Regions from separate parts of the Pelodiscus sinensis genome. Here region 2 is linked to region 1. Evidence: chromatin contacts called from public Hi-C data. All regions are on one chromosome and are shown on one strand. Each heading gives the region's core, a stretch centred on a gene start, on an enhancer-like site or on the middle of the called end of the contact. The rest is flanking DNA. Distances are from core to core; before and after follow the strand shown. Region 1 holds the start of APIP (APAF1 interacting protein). Region 2 holds the start of SLC1A2 (solute carrier family 1 member 2).

Region 1 (5,048 bases), core at 1,095-3,594:
CTCCAGACCCCTCATAGCCCCTCCTTCTGATAGTCTGGCATTTCTGATAGTCTGGCATATCTGATAATCCGGTACCCCCTGGGTCCTAAAGGTGCCGGATTATCAGAAGTTTACTGTATATAGTTCCTGAGGATGAGTACCGTACTACAGACCCATTTATGGTTTAACCGAGGCTTTTGCAGCTCAGCTTTGCTTTACAGTTCAAATATCAGAAATACTAAATAGAGAACCATTTGAACACTGTATAAAACAAACAAAATCTAAGTAGTACACTATATAACAGCACTCAGAAAATGAATACTATTATGTATCCAATACTAGGGAAGTTGTTGAAATGTTCTCTTATTAGAATTTACAATATTAATGTATTTTACATACAACATGAAAATGCAGCTGTTTGAGGAGGAGCATCACCATCATATAACATGATAGATGTATGTTTGGGTGGGAGGGCAGGCAGCTCTGTAGAAGCCAGCTTAAAAGTTGGCTCCCCACGGGCACTAGCTCCTTGTACAGAGGCAGCAAGGGAGGGAGGTGCATGTAGTTGTCAAGGTTAACTGATGAGCCCAGGCTTATTGGTTAATCGTGTAAACAACTACACACTAATGGTCCCTAATTTACATTGGTGAAAAATAAGTTAGACAATTAAAATTAAACTAGTATTTAAAAATCTAAATTGTCATTGGTAAGAGTTAATATACAGTTTTAACTGGGGATGTAAAACTTTGTTTAAAAAGGTAACCATGTAACTGCTAAAAATCCTAGTGCTTACACACTGCGGACTCTGCAGAATAAAGCTTAAATAAGCTTTATACTTCAGAGCCCACAGTGAAGCCTCCTACCCAGGAATGGAATCAGCAAAAGTTTCTGGTCCTGTTACTGGGGAAAAGGCTTTGCTGCCACAGCAAAGCCGTTTCCCCAAAAGTGGAGCCAGAAAGTGCTGCCAGAGAGCCGGTGTATAACCTGGGCCAGGGGGGCCGGGTCTACCTGCTCCAGCCCCTACTGGTTAACTGGAATTGGTAAGCATCACTTGTGTAGGGTGATGCTTACTAGTTAGTCAGTTAACCAGTTTAGCTTTCACATGCATTTTATACTGTGCTGCTAGCGCGCAGGTGGGTGCGTGGCCTGGGATGCAGTGCAGGTAGACAGGGGCGGGCCTAGTTTTAACATGCATTTTATACTGAGATTGTCATCTACTGGAGTGTGAAAAATGAAGAATCACAAATTAGTAGCAAACATACATTGGACCAAATCCTCAGTTGATATGTATCAACACAACTAAACTGAAGCCAATCGACTTATTTGATTTACAGCGGATGAGATCTGGCTTGTTACTTTTCCTGGCTTGGTTTATGAAAACAATCCAACTCCCTTCGATGCCTTCCATTAAATTATGATTTTACTCTAGTTTTTATAATATTAGCTGCAAGGAAAAAATGGCACAAATTTCCATGAGCTCTAAGAAGAGATTATTTTTAGTTCATCACAGTACACTTTAAAACAAGCTACCAGATAATAACTGACATTTTCTGAAATTATTCATTTAAAATTTGCAGAACTACTGCTAAACCAATGGCAATGGGATATACAGGCTTGTAGCCCTGTTGGTCCCAAGATATTAAGGCGACAAGGTGAGTGAGGCAATCTCTGTTGCCCCAACTTATGTTGATGAGAAAGATGAGCTTTTGAATGTAGACAGGAAACTTACTGGCTTGTGACAGACACTCTGAAGAAGAACTCTGATTCATCTTAAAAGCTTATCTCCGGCAGCTACAGAAGTTGGCCCAGAATTGGGATGTATAAAGTTGATTAAAAATGTAACTGTATAACCGTTAGAAATCCTAGCAATTACACCAGGCTCTGCAGTATAAGGCGTATGTCTAGCTTCGCTGCGGGCCGGAGCAGCCTCTGCCTGCGGGACTGGAAATCAGAGGATCGGAATCCCTCAGGTAATAAGCGTTGCAGAAGAGCTGGGAACTTTCACTCCCGTGCCGGGAGCGCGCCGCGCCCAGCTACCCTTTCCCAGCGGCTCGAGTCACTGCTCTTCTCCTCCCCCTCCCCAGCCCTGGAGCAGCGGCTGTGCACCCCGCAGCCTGCAGGGCACTGACGGATAAAACCGTTCACCTCCCAGCGGGGCCCTGCAGAGCGCTGACCCCCGCCCCGTGCAGCAGGCCAGCCCCTGTCTACCTGCGCCGCATCCCGGGCCACGCACCCGTCTCCGCGCTGGCAGCAGACGCCGCCCCCGGCCGCAGCCATAGCGCAGGCGGGACACAGGGAGCGGAGCCAGTGCGGGGGAGGCCCCCGGGGTCCTTCTTTGCTCCCGGCGCAGGCAGGGACTCGGCTCCCAGGAGCCCCGCTCAGGCTGAGGGGCAGCCCCGCGGCGGAGGGTTGACCTGCTGTAAAACCTGCCGCACTCCCCACCCGGCTGGCCGCTGAGGCCGGGCCCAGCCCAGAGCCCGCGTGGCTGAGGCGGCCCCAGCGCACAGCGGGAGGCGAGATGCTTCCTTCTCCGGGGGGAGGAAAGAGGCGTTACCTGAGCTTCTGCCTGGGCTTGACCCAGCGGGGGCCGAGTTAGGGGGCCAGCGGGGTGAGGTGGGAGACAGGTGGCTCCTGCACGCAAAGGAAGGAGGAGGTGGGAGCCTTTTACTATTGTGCATCACGCTTGGGACATGCAGATCCTGGTTGACACACGCCTGCTGTTGCGCTTTTTGGAGCAGGAGTAGGGATGTTAAATGTCTAGTGATTGACTAATTCAATAGTGGATGCATTTTGCATGGACTATTCAATTAGTTCGTAGGAGGCCTTCACCTTCTAAGTGTAGCAAAAGGTGAAAGCTCAGCATGGAGCCCAGGGTCAGCTGGGGACACCTCCACTGATCCCAGGCTCCACTAGTTCTGCCCCTATGAAACACAGTGAAGAGCCTGGGTCAGCAAGGGAATCCGCAGATGAATCTGGACTCCACAGGTCGGGTGCTGCTTTGAAATGCTCTGTGCACATGGTGTTTCAAAGTGGCAGCACCTTGTGGAGAGCGGGGTCTGGTCCCAGGCTCCACAGGGAGCTGCTGCTTTGAAGTACCCCCTCTTCTTCCCCTCCATCCTTGCTGCCTCTTTTTGACAGAGGCAGAAAGGTGTGTGTGTGGTAGGGAGCAACTAGTCGACTACCAGATAAGCATTTGCTTATCAGATAGTCTGCTAGTCCTTCACATCCCTAGACAGGAGTTTGACCTTGTTCAGACCTTGCTTAGCGCAGTGGGGCCTAGCCTCCATGTGCTATTAAAAGTATACAGAGGTGTTGCCAACACTCCTGACTGTATCATGTTTTTTTCTTTGGTCCTTTCTTTAAATTTCCAGTTTCTTGAGTTAGGAGTCAAAAATAAAATTTGGTCACTGTGGAGGACAGCTTGAAAAAAGTGATTCAAGTGAACTCTTATAGTTCAAAAACCTCATAGTAAACAAGCCCCAATTTTATTTTTGTAATCATTCATTTTAAGCCAATTTCATTATTTTGGGCTGATTCATGATTTTTGAATGCTCAGATTTGGCAACAGTGAAATAAGAAGGCTATTAGTGGGGACCTAACCACCACCTGAATCTTTACCCTAGGCAGATGCTTGACACAGATGAAGCTGATCCTTACCCTTCAGCAACCTTAACTAGTTTGTCATAAGGCATTTTGAATAGAAGTGTGTGGATTTTGCTTGTGCAGGGATATGGCTAGTCTGCATGCAAGGAAGGAGGAGCAGGTGCGCACACAGATGACCACACGTTAGCCCTGGCTTCAAGGGGTTGCTAATGTTTGGTGCGATATTTAGGGGGAGGATTTTTTCTGTCAGGCAGTGAGTCGGACAGCCCTAGCCTTGAGTGGGAGGAGAGCAAGATGGCAGCCTCCTTGTGGCTGAACTGCAGCAGCAAAGGGATGGTTAAATTGCTCCTGGGTGGGAGATTAGTCGCGGGGGCTTGTACTTCTCACTGCCCTGGAGGAGGCTGGAGGTTTCTGCACAGGAGCCAGGAGCTGCTGGGTGAGTATTTGGCTTCAGTCACTGTTAGGTCGGTCTTGGCTGCCTGTGACTGCTAGAACCCGCTAAAGCTGTTTGTAGGACAGCGGTGACTGTCTGGGGGAAGGGAAATGGGTGGTAATGGCGGAGGCCAGGTGTCAGCATGGAGCCAGTGGTTAGGACACCATGTCTATGCAAGCTAGAGATGATGGTCAGTAGGTCACCTGGACAGAGGAGGGGGTGCATGCAGGTGCTTGGTGTGGCATGTGTGGGCAACGATGTTGGGACATGCAGAATGGGGGGGGGGGAGAAGGAGTAGACTTTTTATTAATCAGTGGAAGAGAATGAAGGGGGGGGTAGTGATGCTCTGTTTAGCCAATGGAAATAGAATGTGAGGCATGGGGGGGGGGGGGGGGAAGGCACACAAGGGAGTGGCACCAAGCTTGGTGTCTAGAGGACAAAATGTATGACAACGAGTTTTAGACTATTTTCTAATGATGAGTGTTGCTGCTTTGCCATCGAGTGGCCAAAAAATACTGAGAGCTGTCTCAAAACACTTAATGCTATACTTTCTCATAGTCCTCTAACCCCTACATTCCTTCTAGAATTTGCTTCCAGCCATTTTTCTGTTCCTGGCTCCTTACAAAAAATCCTTTAATTTGAGATTAAGTTTGAAAACATTCTGTGCAAGTTAAAAAGGCTCAAATGTGGGAGTTTAAATGAAAGCAGTCTTTCATTTTCATAGGAGGATTTCTGACTTCAGAATTTACTCTGTCTTTCTGAGACAAAATTATATAAAATAAGTTTCTTAAATAAGAGCTCAGACTAATGCATAGTTTTCACATTACATTTTAAAATAACTGACCAGTTATTCTCCCTTTGTCTCTTTCACTTTCCAAAGTCTGTGTTTTACACTGTTGGATGAAAGGTGATCTTATAAATCTCAAAACTGTTTTTATAGAACTCAGTTTTCTGTTAAACCTCATATTCCCCTGTGATGAAGATGAGTAGCAGTATCTCTATTTTACAGCTCTGTTGGGAAACTGGAGGAATT
Region 2 (5,026 bases), core at 1,327-3,826, 440 kb after region 1:
CCAACAAAGAAAGCGAAAAAGTTTTAGTGAAACTAAGAAGTATATACTCTTGTATACTTCTAGAAACTCCATGTATTTAAAATACCCTACTACGTTTGCTTATATTTTAAAATATTTACTTCATCTCAAATTGAAAAATCTACCTATCCCTCCACCTGTCTCTGTTTATAGATCTCTCTGCTGTGTTATCTTTCTTGTATAAACAATTGCACAGTAGCTGACACATTAGTCTAAGAGTCTCTGAAATAAAGATATGCCTAGGGAATACTTTATAGTTTAAAACAAAAACCACATTGGCTGCATGGTGTACAGAAGAGAGTCCAGCTGAGTCATGAAAACATAACAGTAAAATATAGACAACTACAGTCACTTGGACACACTCTGGTTTCCTGGTTTGAATCTGATCCCCTGCTGCTCTGGTTCTCTGTTATAATATCCAGTTAAGTAATTTCATTGTTAAGGGGGAATGCTAAAGTGCCCTGCAGTTTACTAAAACAGTGATGCCTGTGTATATTTATGATCTGTAAATTCCCTCCAGAGAGAGCATGGTATCCAAGGCTAAACTATTACTGGTAGAGAAGAAAGTTTCTGGTGCTCTGCTGTGCCAGAGTTCTGCTGTGAAGACACAAGGTATTAATTTTTCGTAGAGCTATTAGAATGCCCAGGGAAAAGCAGCGCTGGTACATTTCAGCACAACTTGCCCAACTCAGCTGGCCTAACGCCCAGGGGCCGGGGAGATGGCACAGGCAGCGTGACATGGAGGTGCCTGCGGTGTGCCCCGTTGCTCCCGGTTACTCAAATCAGCTCATCAAGGCTTTCCTCCCAGGAGCCACAACCCCAATATATAAACAGCGCTCTGTCCTCAGAGAGTCCTGTCTCGAGCAGCTCAGGCTGATCTAACCTGACAAGGTCCGGGGATAAAGAGGGAGGCTCACGCCAGGCGCATGTTAATGCTAGGCAATATCACAGGAGGGCAGCCAGCGATCAGAGAGCCCTTCTGCAGGCGGCCCTCGCCTTGTACAACCCGCACACAAATGAGCCACCCAACCCACCCAGGGGAGCCAAGAAGCGGCCGAGGCTCGCCGCAAACATTGCACAAGAGCTGGATCGGGATTGTCTTGAGCAGGGGTATCAGGACCCCAGTGTGTGGGTTGGGCCGTAAGAACGCCTCTTGGGTAACGCTCAGCAAACTCCGGCCCTGGGGGTCCTCTCTAACCCGCTTCACTGTCACTGGCCCAGCCCTGAAGGAGTTTTGCAACACAACATGTGTTCGGGTTAGTGCCTCTGCTCCGAGCCGCAGCTCCAGGCTGTGCCTAGGCACGGAAAGGGATTTCTGGTCCATTTTAACCATTGTTCCTCTGGGCCCTTCTCCAGCGCAGAGACAGGTGGGTTGATCAGATTCGCCTGTGCGGAGGGGAGGCAAACGAACCCTTCCCTGTCTGAAATCCCTGCATCTCCCTTTGCTACCCCTGGCTGATCGCCCTGGTGGTTTGATTTCGGGGGAAAGGCGTGAGGGTTACAACGAAACCGATGAAATGAAGCAGCCCCCCCAAACACGCGCCCCCCCCCAGACTCCCTTTCTCAGCCCACCCTTCCCACCTGGCAGGCCCCCCTCACCCTTCTGGCGATGCCATGGTCCTCGCAGCGCCCCTGTCTTCTCCAGAATCCAAGGGTCCGGCGGGGTGCAAAGGAAGCGCTCTCTTATGGGGTTCCCCCCTTTAGTGCCTCGGCAGCAGCAGAACAATTCCTCGGGTAATCCTCCAGGCTCCGCAAGGCACGGATCTAGAAGCTCTGCTCTTCGGATTCCCCCACCACCTCCGGCTGAACTGCTCTTCCCCACGGCCTGTGACGGGGGCGGGGGGGGGGGGGGGTTGCCTCTCTTGGAGGGGAACGCTCTGCCACCCCTAGTGGAAACGGAGCCGCGGACCGGCAGGGTTAGGCTGTGGCCACCACCTGGGCTTTGATCCTTTGCCTTCCCCTCCTGGAGTGGCGGGGGGCGGGAGGGGGGCGCGCATGGGGAAGAGGTGGTGGGTGACTTCACATTGGCAGGGTGCTGGCGGAGGCTGGCTTGGAAGGTTTTAGCCTTCGAGCTGTGGATTTGCAGTCTATCCTTCGCTATTTTAGGCAAGGGCTGACATCACGGGCTGCTGTTCCCCCTCTAAATCCCCCAGCCTCCTGGGTAAAGGACAAGCCCGCCGCGGGAATGCCTGGCTCCAGGGGCAGGGCAGCGCGTGGTGCTGCTGGGTTCGCGCTGAGATTCAGCCTTGCTCCGTTTCCATCTGCCTTTCCCCCTCCCCCTTTCACAATCTACAGCGATTTCCAGTCTACAGCGGGGAGGCGAGGCGCGCCCCGCAGCCACAGACAGAGCCGCTCCTGCCCCCTTGGCTTTGTTCGCGCCGCGCGGCGCTGCCTCTCGCTCGCCCCCTTCCCGGGCGCATCCTTCGCGTCGCCTCTTTGTTTCCGCGCCTTTGTCCCGGGGGCGGGGGTTGATCGGACTGTTCCGCTGAGGAGCCGGAGGGGTTGCTGCTGGGGACCCTCCCGCAGCAGCTGAAACAAAAAACAGGACTGTGTAGCACTTTAAAGACTAACAAGATGGTTTGTTAGATGATGAGCTTTCGTGGGCCAGACCCACTTCCTCAGATCAAATAGTGGAAGAAAATAGTCACGACCATATATACCAAAGGATACCATTAAAAAAAATGAACACATATGAAAAGGACAAATCACATTGCAGAACAGAAGAGGGATGGAGGAGGAGGAAGGGGGAAGGTAAATGTCTGTGAGCTAATGATATTAAAGGTGATAATCGGGGAAGCTATCTTTGTAATGGGTAAGATAATTAGCACCTTTATTCAAATTTGGCAGCTCTTGCAGCATCACTGGCTAACGAGTGTAAAGGCTGCTGGCCTTTTGGCAAACAGGGCGAGGGTCAGCCCCCTTTCTGCAGCAGGTAAATCCCACCGACCTCAGGAGGAAACGCCGGGGAGATCCCACTGGAGAAAAGGGACGGAGAGGGCTGAAGGCAAAGAGTTAAATCTCCCCCCGTAGATAAACTACTGTCACGTTCATGTCCCTTAAACCTGATTAACAATCCGATTGGGGTGGGGGAAGGGAGGGGTCACACTACTGTACAGATATTCACCAGGGAGAGAGAGAGAAAGCACACAGCAGAGAAACAGTAAGCAAGCAAGCAGTTAGCGTAAATGCCAGAGAAGCCTTTTCTTGCATGTTTTCCTTTGATTCCAGAATAAATGACCTGACATTGAATATTAATTTGTATTTTTATTCATGAAGATCCTTACAGAGTATACATCATAAGACGGACAGGGGGAAATCCTCCTACGGGAGATCTAAAGGTGGATCTCTCTAGGGCCCCAATAATAGCATGTTAGTTTCTTCCACCGCTCTTTCAAGTCTATAATAGTGGGGTGAAGCATCTGGAATGGGGCCCTTGCCTTTTGTTCCTTATTCAGCTCCCCCGCCCACCCCCTCCGAATGCCCGCCTTATTCGTGGGAATCCACCTGTAAAAGTTAAGCGAACTATTCGCTTGAGTAACAATAGCAGAATCTACGTTTCTTTCTTTCATTCAGGATTTGCCTTACGAGCTGCCGATCGGAACTGAAATAAGGGGAAAGTAGCGCAAAACCGTGTCAACAACGGAATAGGTCAGGTCAATAGATAAACAGAGATCACATCTGCCTGCAGCATAACAAGTGCGAGAAACTCACCAAAAAAAAAGCTCAGCAAGAACAACTTTTCCCCCTCAGAAACCAATAATAAGAGGCGACTGTGTCCCTTAGAATCATAGAATCATAGGACTGGAAGGGACCTCAAGAGGTCATCGAGTCCAGCCCCCCCCCCCCCCCCGCCCTTAAGGCAGGACCAAGCTCCGTCTACACCATCCCTGACAGATGTCTATCTAACCTGACAAAGGCCTTGGTGATGGCCTTTGGATGTGGTGCTTTCTGGTGCATATGAACGGAATCTGTGCAATAAAAGTATGAATAGAGGGAATAAGTCTCTCCAGTAGGGCTCTGCTGACCTCTGTTGGAGATGTGGGTAAATCAATACTTCTGGAAAGAGACTGTGATGAAGCTAGCAGAAAGGTGAATTGTCCTGTGGCTGTTAGTTTTGTTTAGTTACAATAAAAATTAAATATGGAGATGCTCCCTGATCTATTCTGGAACCTAGTTCATGGGTTGGAGCACTAAGAAATAATTAAATGGTGCTTTAGAAACAGCAGGAACATACATTACAGCACCACAGCCATGAATTCTGCTAGTGACTCTCCAGCCTCAAGATCTGCCCTGGAGCTGGAATTTTAAAAGTAAGCAAACCTCCAAGCATAAGTAGTCATAAAAACATAAGCTGGGCCATAGTGGAGCAGACCAGCAGTCTGGTCCATCTAGACCAGTATCCTCTTTTGCAAAAGTGGAAGGTGCCAGCCACTTCAGAGGAAGTGAACAGAATTGAGCAAATCATATTTAAATAGTTCTCCAGGAGGAAGAAATTAAGCTGCACACCGATACATCAGGCCATTGAATGGTGATGTTATTTGTTACCATAATACAACATAACTGGTAACTTTACATGGTAGCAATGGTAGGTTATTTTACTTTGTGTGAACAAGGCACTAGAGGGGGATAAGTTAATGGGATAAACTCTCCCACTGACTTCCCTTACTCCTCTTGACCCAGTGAAGTACCGGGAGTTGATGGGAACATGATCAGTGGTTGATTTACTGGGTCCTTACTACATCCACTAAATTGACCCCCAGTGAAATGGATCTTTGATGTGTCAATTCCTGGTAAGTGGAGATGAGGCCACACATTGCATATGTTTTGCCAATATTTGCCATCAGCAGAGGATTGCAAAGATTCAAGACTCAATTCTGGGTTCCAGAGAGAAGTGTGCTATAGTTGTTGTAGACATGTCCCCTCTTTTCTCCTGTCTGCCTCCCTTCCAGCTTCCCTTCTCTTTCTATTCATCTCTTCTGATCATATTCTACCCCTGTCTTCCTAGCTC

The links. Hi-C and Micro-C count contacts between places; a contact is called where the count stands out from the background.
Region 2: a Hi-C map of an unstated tissue shows a contact between it and region 1, with 4 times the contacts expected there. The contact joins the promoter of SLC1A2 here to the promoter of APIP in region 1. A contact is called at or near these places in 2 of 5 Hi-C or Micro-C datasets (liver and an unstated tissue).

Annotation. Positions count from the first base shown.
Region 1 is chr4:75,413,935-75,418,982 of ASM4963464v1, forward strand. It overlaps APIP (APAF1 interacting protein), which reads right to left and starts at 2,345. Exons shown (of 7, transcript XM_014574233.3): 1 at 2,188-2,345. The coding sequence starts at 2,256. PDHX (pyruvate dehydrogenase complex component X) reads left to right here and starts at 2,404. Exons shown (of 10, transcript XM_075927469.1): 1 at 2,404-4,018. The coding sequence starts at 3,877.
Region 2 is chr4:75,851,774-75,856,799 of ASM4963464v1, forward strand. SLC1A2 (solute carrier family 1 member 2) reads right to left here and starts at 2,577. Exons shown (of 11, transcript XM_075927483.1): 1 at 1,618-2,577. The coding sequence starts at 1,634. LOC142829160 (a long non-coding RNA gene) reads left to right here and starts at 1,137. Exons shown (of 4, transcript XR_012903514.1): 1 at 1,137-1,385.